Linked DNA regions of Gossypium hirsutum: all the other regions are linked to region 3. A link is a contact called in public Hi-C data. All regions are on one chromosome and are shown on one strand. The core of a region is the stretch at or near the end of the contact, and the rest is flanking DNA. Distances in the headings are between cores, read along the strand shown.

Evidence for each region. A called contact is a pair of places that touch in the nucleus more often than the background predicts.
Region 1: a Hi-C map of leaf shows a contact between it and region 3, with 2.1 times the contacts expected there. The contact joins the promoter of LOC107945826 here to the promoter of LOC107945818 in region 3. A contact is called at or near these places in 3 of 34 Hi-C or Micro-C datasets (callus, leaf and petal).
Region 2: a contact with region 3 is called in a Hi-C map of leaf, with 2.4 times the contacts expected there. The contact joins the promoter of LOC107945820 here to the promoter of LOC107945818 in region 3. A contact is called at or near these places in 11 of 34 Hi-C or Micro-C datasets (anther, callus, hypocotyl and 2 more).

The regions. Positions count from the first base shown.
Region 1 is chrD12:11,195,335-11,198,692 of Gossypium_hirsutum_v2.1, forward strand. It overlaps LOC107945826 (mitogen-activated protein kinase 7-like), which reads right to left and starts at 1,711. Exons shown (of 2, transcript NM_001327497.1): 1 at 1,255-1,711; 2 at 459-1,181. The coding sequence starts at 1,677. The coding sequence ends at 483. It overlaps LOC121224677 (a long non-coding RNA gene), which reads right to left. Exons shown (of 2, transcript XR_005922370.1): 2 at 3,019-3,290.
Region 2 is chrD12:11,151,433-11,154,884 of Gossypium_hirsutum_v2.1, forward strand. LOC107945820 (AAA-ATPase At1g43910) reads right to left here and starts at 1,257. Exons shown (of 2, transcript XM_016879965.2): 1 at 1-1,257. The coding sequence starts at 992. LOC107945821 (probable ubiquitin-conjugating enzyme E2 16) reads right to left here. Exons shown (of 6, transcript XM_016879966.2): 5 at 3,250-3,338; 6 at 2,583-2,978. The coding sequence ends at 2,883.
Region 3 is chrD12:11,011,384-11,014,990 of Gossypium_hirsutum_v2.1, forward strand. LOC107945818 (probable inactive leucine-rich repeat receptor kinase XIAO) reads right to left here and starts at 2,332. Exons shown (of 1, transcript XM_016879962.2): 1 at 486-2,332. The coding sequence starts at 2,035. The coding sequence ends at 674. It overlaps LOC107945817 (probable leucine-rich repeat receptor-like protein kinase At1g35710), which reads right to left and starts at 249. Exons shown (of 1, transcript XM_016879960.2): 1 at 1-249.

The DNA of each region.
Region 1 (3,358 bases), core at 461-2,960, 180 kb after region 3:
ATTGTTGGCTGGCTGGCTGGTTTAGACTTTGAACTGACCACATTGATTTTTTCCCAGAGGGAAATAATAAATAATTAATTAAGTAGTTCAACACAACAGCAGATATTTGATTTAGAATCCTTTCAAACACATGCATATGCCCCCGAAGGTTCCTAGTTGCTGCAAATTGCAAACATTGTTTATTTTACTTTTTAGACTAAAATGTGGGCGCAAGCTATGATTAAGTTGATATATTGAAGGAACCTTCAAGCCACAACTATGGTTTTGACTAACCAGGGTTTAAAGCTGTGTTTAACCTTGATTAAGCCTTAATGCTTGAACAGGAAAAGTAAAAATCCAGAACTGTTTCAACCCGGATTTATTTTATTTCAAAACCCGAACTAATTAACAAGGTGTTAAAGACAAAATGTTTTGCTCAATTGGTAAGCTCCAAGGTAGTAGAATTCTCTATACCAATACCAATACTGTTTCTGTAAGCAAAGCTAAAACAATGTGGTGTAAGCATTTGTTGATGCAGCCTCTGGGTGGTAGTGAAGCATCTCACTCAACATCATCCCCCTAATCATTTCTTCTCCCATGTTTTCATCAATGTCGAGATTAATCGGGACTCGGGCTGGTGGATTGCACCTTGGATCATATAGTGTTGCCATGTAAGGATGTTGGAGTGCTTCTGTGACAGTAATTCTCTTGGACGGGTCGAAAATAAGCATCCTTTGCAACAAATCTATGGCTAAAGGATCGGCTTGAGGGTATAAACGAGACAAATGGATGCCCGTAGAGAAAGGAAGTGACTCGATATACCTTCTGGCTTTGGGATTATCAATAAACTGAAGATCAGCCTCCTGCTGGCTTCCGAGGACACCAATAATTAGATTAAGCTGGTTGAGGCATCCTGTTCCGGGGAAGATAGGTCTCCGACCAAGAATCTCCGCAAAGATGCATCCTACTGACCAAACATCAATGGAGGTGCCATAATTGTCGCAACAGAGTAAGAGTTCGGGTGAGCGGTACCAACGGGTGACAACGTACTCTGTCATGAATTGTTCATTGCCTCTGCTGGTTCGAGCCAACCCAAAATCACATATCTTGAGGTCACAGTTAGCATTGATAAGAAGGTTCCCTGGCTTCAAGTCTCGATGCAGGATGTTTGCCGAGTGAAGGTACTTCAGCCCTCGTAGTAGCTATAATATAACACCAAAGGTTAGTTACAAGCTGATGAACACATTTGAAAGCAAAGGTAAAACTTCCCAGTACCTGAAAAAGAAAATACTTGCAATGATCATTAGAAAGTGGCTGAGAAGACTTGATAATCTGAAGCAAATCGGTGTCCATAAGCTCATAAACCAAGTAAACATCCTTAAAACTGGTTCTCTGAGTTGGCATCATAATATCTTTCAAAGCAACCACGTTGTCATGTCGAATTTGTCTGAGAAGTTTCAACTCCCTCAAAGTTCTCAACGCATCAACGTGATTCAGGAACACATTGCTGATCTTCTTTATAGCCACTTTCTCATTGGTTTCCCTGTTGATTGATGAGCATACAATACCGTATGATCCTCTTCCTATTGGCTTGATTGGAACATACTTTGTGTCAACCTCGAATAGGGTTTGCCACATTGTATAGTAATGCTTCCCCATTGGCTTCTCCCCATTCGGTGGCTCCACCGGCATTGCCATTCCTCTGAAATTCCCACATCACCAAAATCACCATTAACAAAAAAAAAGAAAAAAGAAAAAACTTAAATGTAACCCAAAAGGTTAAAAAGAAAAAAAAGGGTTTGGAATCAATTCTTACTTGCCGCTTCCGCTTCTTTGTTTTGATCCTTTTTTTTTATCTGCTTTTTCACTTTTTCCCTATAATGAAAACCAGGAAACCCAACCTTTTCTGCTACCCTTTTATTTAATCAACCAGCAACTTCAAATTCCTCAAAATTTATCATTCCCTTGTAAAATTTCAAACTTTCACCTCCACTTCTTCCAAAAAAAAAAAAACCCTTTTTCCCACTCTTTCTTTTAATCTCTAAACCAACTCCAAATTCACAAATTTGAAATCATTCCACTGTAGAAAAACAGAAAGCCTCTTCATTTGTCTTTCCCAAAAATGAAAGCTGGGTCTTTATGCAAAATTCTTATCCAAAACAAAGACAATTGACCTTATCTGAGTCTAAATTTCTGATCAAAGAGACAAGAGAGAGAAGAGAAGATATAAGGGGGGGGGGGCGGCAAAGCCTTCTAAGGTTCTTAACCATTACTTGAGTCCAAGGAAAGAAATAACTAAAATTGACTAGAGCTTTTGTTTTCCATCAATAATTCCTATCAGTAGTATAGGAAAGTCAGAATGGAGGTGAAAGCTTTGCCATCCCAGTGACTAAAGTTGGCTTGGCTGATAAAAACGTGCAAGGAATGCTTCTTCTTTTCAACTACATTGGCATTTGTCTTGGCTTTTCCTTCAATCATCAACTCCCCATTGTGACTGTTTCAACGATACATTGGATTTCCCTCTATTTTCAAGTAAAGCTGCCGCCCACGTGCCCGCACCGTTTTAGGCCGCCTGGCTTGCTTTGGTTTGCCGAAATCCATATTCCCCACAATTGCAACTATTTACGAATGATTCAGATTGAATAAAACACGTATCATTGTGGCCTTTGGGTAACAAATTACTTTACATGATGGTTACTACGTACATATTTTTTTAGTAATTTGAACTTGTCACGTCTTTCCTTTTCATTGCTTAAAATTGCACTCGAGAGACTATGAGGAGAAAAAAAACAAAAAAGCAAAATGAAGATCAATATAAAGGATTATTGGATTGAAATTATTTATCATACTTTTTTACAATAAACCTTCACCAACGGAAGGTACGAACATGGCGGAAAAAAGAAGGTACACGACCGCCAAAAGCTTTAATCCCCAAGCCTCCATAATTCCAGTTCACGCGATTAATCTGGATTAGAGTTGGGCTTGAATTTTTTCAAGTTTGGTTTATTAAGTTTCAAATTCTTTGAATTTAAGTTAATATACTTTCAAATTTAAATTTTTCGAGTTTAGATTATTTATATTCGGTGTACAGCTCAAGCAGACCCAAAATTAAACAAACCCAAATACAATCCGAACCCCAATTACATGCCAAAGCCCAATGGCCCAAAAAACCTAAAACTATAAAAAAACCCTAATCCCCCGGCCCACCTAGGGTCGCCCACTTGCCCTCTGCCAGCCGCCATCGCCGCTCGTTCGCTGCCGGACGTCCCATCCGCGTCCATCACCGTCCATCCACTTGCGCCGCCAGTCACCTGCAAACACGCAGTAGCAGAATAAAAAGAAACAAATAGGAAAATAGGAACAATGGGGAGTTCGGCTA
Region 2 (3,452 bases), core at 7-2,506, 140 kb after region 3:
ATGGCTGAAGGACGATCGGTTCTTCCAACTTCGCCTTCCTTCTCACGGTCATTTTTTAACTTGCCACGATCTTTTGAAATCTTTGTGCTGCAATCTATATCTTCAATTAGAAGAATAGAGCGGTTTGTGGTGGAAGTAAGTATACGTCTAAGATCGGCATCATTTCGAACACTTTGGAACTCGAGATCATACACGTTGTAGTTCAAGTAATTTGCAATTGCAGCTACCAGTGAAGATTTGCCAGTCCCTGGAGGACCAAACAAAAGGTAGCCACGTTTCCAAGCCCTCCCAACGTTTTCAAAGAAATCCTTGCGTCCCACAAATAAGTCCAGGTCATCCATAATAAACTGCTTCAGCTCTAGTTCCATAGCCAAAGTCTCGAACCTTGCCGGGTGCTTGAAAACAGCCGATTCCCACCTGGAACGATCTTGGTTATAGGTATAGATGTTGAGCTTTTCTCGCTTGCTCAAGATTGTTTGAGCTGTCTTCGCTATATGGGGAAAATACTTTTGTTCAACAAGTTCCCTAGCTCTTTTCTTGCACGTCAAGTGATAGGTTTTTTTATCAGGGATGTAGTACTTTTCCGATTCTTTAACATGCAGAGTCCACTCCAAGGTTATACCTTCGAATTCATCGATGATTTTGCAATCGGAAGGGATCTTCCGTTTCGGCGGCGATGTTGGGTTGTTAATGTCATTGGAGCCGAGGAGAAGTTTGTCGGTGGAAGGGCCGATTCGGGTAGGAAGGTAGACCTCAACAGCTCGAAAAGTTTCGTTATAAACAGCTTGCCAGCGTTCTTCTATGATGAAAGTGAAGTTGGAGGATAAGTATTTGGATACCAGATTAGAGAATTTGGTGTTGATAAACCTTTGCATCGGTTTCGGGATCATTTCATTCAAGATTGTACGGATTAACATGGCCATTGCTGAGAGGGAAGCATAAGCAGCAAGGATGGTAGACATGGAAGGTAGCTCTTTCAAAAGGGAAGCCATTTTTGGATACAGGGAGAAAAATTCGATGGAGGAGAAACGAAAACTGAAGTGGGTTTTAAGTGTGGCCTGGTTTCTGTAAGGTGGAGACTACTCCTTGACTTGGATTGAATGTAGCAAATTCGAAGATGTATGTTGTTTAATCTAAAATAGCGTCACGAGGAAATTGTATGGAAGAGATTAAGTGAGAGACTGTTTTTGGACGGCTACTCTATGTTGAATATTACACACCAGACATTGCCAAGCTGCTTCTTTAATTAGACTTTTTGAGTGCAGAACATTGGGGGATGTGATGTTAAATACAGTCAGCTATGGAATACAGCCAATACTCATGACAATCTTGCCCAACCTAACCAGTTGTTAACATCTCATACTTTCACTATAATCACATGAATATAATACTAGTTACAATTTTTTTTCCTTAAAAAAAAGTGTCATTCGAGTAAATTAAAAGTTAAAAAATTCAATAAATGTATTTGTCCTAAAAAACAGATCACCATGAAATGAGTGTGATGGAGAAAATACTATACTCTCATGTCCCTGAGACACTGACAAGCCACATGTTCTAAGAAGATAGTATAAACACTACATTTTTATGTTTCTTACAATCCTCATGTTCTGAAGGATTTGGTTGCATTTCAGAGAAATTCCCCTTACTAAGAACTATTGAAGGACTTGAAAACAAAATTGGATACCTAGCTAGTTGACTAGATAATAATATTGTAAAATCTTAGGCTTTCCTTGTCTTTTCTCTTTACAGCACACCATACAACAATTTCCTTTACTCTTTCCATGTCAAGCCTAAATCACTTTCTCTTTTTTTTTTTTCTTTTTTTTTTGAGTGTGTTAGGCTGAGCTCCAAAGTCCAAAATCATCAGCCCCTTAGTTAGGAAGCTGACAGGAAATTGGAAAATTTTTCAGTTTTTTAAATTTTTAAATAATAAAAATAAAATTACACTTTAATCCTTTAAAAATGATTAAAGAAAATTTACTCTGATTTATTGTTCTCCTGTTGAAAAGAAATAGAGATACGAAAAATCACAATTTCATACAATCTCTTCTCACCATTTTTATCTTTTTATGCTTTTATATAAAATCAATAAAACTCAATCACAATAAATTTTGGACACGACATCATAAATTTAATCAAACCCTCAATTATTTTAAATCAAATTTCTATAAATATATTTGTAAATAATATTTGTTTTTTACCTATATTATTAAACTCCTTAAAATAATTTATTATACTTTTATGTAGTTTTGTCATTTAATTTAAAAATAGACGATATTAATTTATGTTAAACCTAATAAAAGTTAAATCTATAATTTATTTAAAATTAAAATTATTAAACTTTCTTTACTTAGATTAATTTATTGCAAACTTTTAAATTGATTTTTTAAATAAAATTTGCTATATTAAAGTATTGGACATTTAATAATTCATGGACTAAATTACAGTAAATGAATACATAATAAAATATAATTTTAAAAATTTACATAAGCCATTAATATAAATGATTAGAAATTTTACACTTTTAAAATATAATTATTTTCTAGTATACAAATATAATAATTAAACATTCAGAAAACTTGTTTTAGGAAGATATCGTTTTTCATTCACGTGCTTGTTGCTTACAGTACACCAAGCATTCCCCACACGGGTTTAACACTATTAGTTGAGTGAGCTTTGTTCCTTACAAGTTGCTAAAGAAAGTCTTTTAAACTTTTTACCTTTCTTTTACGAAATACCAGCATATAATAACCATTCACAGGAGTTATTAAGCATTTACCTTTGACTGGAAAAATGCTTTCTCCTTTTGTTTTGTTTTTCCTTAAAAGTGGAATTTGTTTGACTAAATCTATAGATATTAAACTAGGAAGATGTTGATGCCGTTAAACTTTGTCATCATGGAACCACCACCTGGTCTGCTTTGGAGATCGACCATTTCTACAGTTCTTTACATAGCGATCGTTGTCTTCAGGGCATTGCTGCAAGCCATGATTAATGGTATTAAAAGATGTAGAGGAGATTTGAAGACACAAGATTAAGATAACAATTGACCCATTTGCTGTATCATCAAATAATCTGGAACCATTCAGGACATGGTCATGATTTGCAAGAAAAGCAGTCTTCATTTCTGGTCTGGAAACTTTGAGACCCAAATAAAAAATCGGTAGTATGCCTTGTGCATGACAAACGGTTCTTGAAGACAGTGCAATAAGAAAGCACCACGAAAATTAATTGAATTTGTAATCAAACCTTCACAGTTGCGCTTGATAGCATGGAGAGAATGCTGATACATATAGAACTAACTGTCATGGCTGGGGACCATGAATCATATAAGATATCTACAAAAATACAATGGAACAATCATGTATTATATGTCTGTCTTGTTGCAAGTTATGAAATAATGAAAGCACATACAAGTCAAAACTGAGCAATATTACTGTGTGTGTGTGAAC
Region 3 (3,607 bases), core at 1,082-3,581:
CTCTCATTTTTACATGGGAGCGGGACCTGAAAGCGTAATAATATTCGCGGGCTCCATTCATGTAAAGCATTAATGGTATCACAACTCATGCAAATTTCAACAGGTGATATATACCCACAGCTTCATTGATTCTGTATTTCATAGCTGTAAATACAAGCGAGGGGGAAAAAATTGTCTGGACATGTACTTTGAACTGTGCCTTTCAGGTCATTCATTTCTCTACAGTCATGGGATATGATAAGAAAGCATATCTTTGTTCATACGAAAAGGCAGATTATTCTTACAAAACATAGAGTTCAAGTAATCAAATTTATCAATCCAAGCCACTAATTGGTGCAATAAGTCCTTTAATTGGGCCAAGCGTTACCTAAAATAAACCGAATAAGGTTGGCAATTATCTGGACCTATCTGATAAGCCTCAAAGGACAAGTAGGACCCAAGTACTATATTGTTTACGAGCGTATACCCCCACGCCCAAGACCATGTGAGCAAAATCAAAATATTGAAAATATACAAAATTATTACAATTTATGTGAAAACAAAGATTTTCTTTTAGATTTCCCACTAACAAACTGAAAACTAACAAGCCCAAACTAAGAACAATAGAGAAAGAATTTTAGACAAGAAAGACACATGGATGTTGCAACTAAAAACATTGCTGAAATAACATGATTCAAGGGATTACAGAACCAAAACTCTTGCATTCCATTAAAGATTTCTGGTCAGCACCTTGGCAGAAAAAGAAACGCGATGGGCACCTGATCAAGCAGTTGTCAGCAAGGCTGACATTTGCAGTGTCTGGTTTGAGTACCAGCAATGGCCCTGGAATTGGTCCGAACAAGTAGTTCCCCCCAAGCAACAGTCTTGCAAACGGGGCAATTCCGGAGGCAGGCAGAGCGGCTCTCAATGCGTATTGGATAGGGATCATACCCGAAAACTTGTTGTTTTCCATGGATAAAGCTGACAGGTTTGGCATTAATGGCAAGAAAGGAGGTAACCAGCCTTGTAGCTCGTTATTGCTCAAGTCAACAGCAATAAGCTCACTTTGGGTGCCTAGATTAGAGGGAGCTTGTAAAGAATCAAAGGAGTTGAATGCGAGAGTGAGTTGTTGAAGAGATGGGTGGTTAAAGAGGAAATAAGGGACTGAGCCGGTGAGTTTGTTGTGACTCAGGTCTAATACTTGCAGAAGGTTCAAATATTTAAGACTTGGAGGGATTGTGCCTTCAATCATGTTGTTCCTCATGGAAATTTGGACTAAAAAAGGTGGCAGCGTTGTAGGCAAATACCCAGAAATGACATTGTTGCTTGCATCAAGAAAGTACAGGTTTTTGAGTGAACCCAACTCGGGTAACTCACCAGAGATGTTGTTTGATTGAATTTCGAGCCTTTTCAAGCTACCAAGACCATTAAAAGTCGGGGGGATAGGACCTTGTAGGTTGTTGTTATCGAGGTAGAGTTCTTCAAGAGTAGACAAGGACCCAATCGAGGCTGGTACCTCACCGGAAAATGCATTCCTTGAAAGACCCAGCCGAGTTAACCGAGTCAAGTTGGAGAGTGAGCCTGGAATCCTGCCGGAGAAGAAATTGTTGGAGAGGTCAAGGGTTTGCAAGTAAGGGAGGTTCCAGGAAATGGAAGAGAGAGAACCGGAATAAGCAGCAGAGTCGAGAGTAACCTCCGTGACTCGGCTCAACCCAGAAACTGTAAGGTCGCACCTGAAACCGCAGGTGAATCTTTCACTGAAGAGGCTGTCACATGGGTCGAATGTGAAATCCCAAGAACCCAAGCAAGAACCCGGGCTCACAGAATTAGGCTGGACTCCATTTTTGAGTTGTTTCAAGGCATCAACATCTCCCCAGTACGTCTTGGATTCTGCTCTTGGCAAAACTCCATGAACAAAAAGTAACAGAAGAAGAGAAGATAAAAAGAATTTTGAAGTAGCCATTTTTATTTCACAATGGGATTGGGAAGTGAAAGGGAAGTTCATTTTAAAGTGCAAAAGAGAGGGTGAGAAACCCAGTGAACGAGGGCCGTTCATAAGAAAAGCAAAATGATTTGAGAGAGACAGAGAGAGAGTAGAGGAAGAAAATAAGGGAGACAAGAGAAAGATGGGTTTTGCAGTACGTTTCTGCCACTCTGGGAAGAAAAACAGAGTAACTTTTAGTGAGTGGATTCACGGGAAATTGTCAGAGTGTATTTAAATTTGGATCATTTGAATGATTTAGCCAACTGATAGAACGAGACGGGGAAGCTAATCCTGTTTTCGTTCAATATATGGAAAGGGTTTTTATTGAATTCTTTTTTCTTGGAAAAGCTTTTCATATTGCCTTGAATTTTGACGACAGATTTGAGCTGCTGTTCTATTCATATATTACTTCAATGTTACATTATCATATATTTATATATGGTGGTCTTTATTGTTATTAAAGAATATCGTGGAGAAATTAAAATATTTATTTTAGACGAATAGTAAAAATAAATTAAATAGTATTTAAATAATTTAATATAATAATACATTAAATATAAAATTTAAATGCTTTTTAAAGAATTAATATTTAATTTAAACATATAAACCGAAAATTAAGATTTTTTTTATTAATTTGCATGCCACCATGCAATCCCTTGAGTACAGAATTTTTTAGAGCTTAGACTATCAACAATTCCTTTCATAATTTAATTGCCAACTCCTTTTACAAAATTTTAATGATGTTCTCACATACTCTTATACCTTATAAAATCATTTAACGCATCCACTACTCCTTGAATAATCATACGACATCAAAGAGTTTATGAGCAGCGTCTCTCGAAACAACCATAAGTAGCTTTTAAGAGCAGTCGTCCATAGATCCTTTGAAACACGATTTAGCAGTAAGTCAACTTGGAAAAGAGTCCAAATTTAAAACTATTAAACATTAAACTCTGAAATCGATTTTAAAGATGAGATAGCATTTTAGTAGGAGTCCCCATTTTAAATAGCTGATTACCACCCCAGCAACGGTAGAGGAAGCTCAATTAACAACACAATCATTCGACAAGTGCAGCTAGTTTTGAAGCCAATGGTCGCACCAAGAAGTTAGCTTCCACATTGCAGCTGTTTGGATGAGTAGGTAGCAAGATAAAGCAGCCCCATTTTTCATTTCTTTTAAGAGTTTCCTCTTCCCACCCGTGTATGGCTATGCATGGAAGAGACAATTTGTCCTCATCCAACAATGACACCTAATCCCACTCTTACGCCACCTTAAGCCTTTATTTGACACCTAGTAAGGTATATTATGACTCCATCTCATCACATAACACTAGAGTGACCGCGTTACAGGCAAATAAGAGTTTTCTCCATGGATCTAAAAACATTATTTAAGACGATTCCGATAAGTCTTGAGCATAAAGAGTTCTTATCTCTACTATATAGTCCTCACAACTAACATAGCACCTTCTTATTTGATTGCCTACGCAAAAGCAAATATAAACGTGATCATCAATTAAACTACGTTACCATATAGACAAAACTACACTGAATAACCAAACAGCGATAGTGGCTTCTAGCAACTTTTTGTAATAGTAACTTCTACACTAAATTTTTAGATTCAAATAAGAATTAGAGAGAATGAAA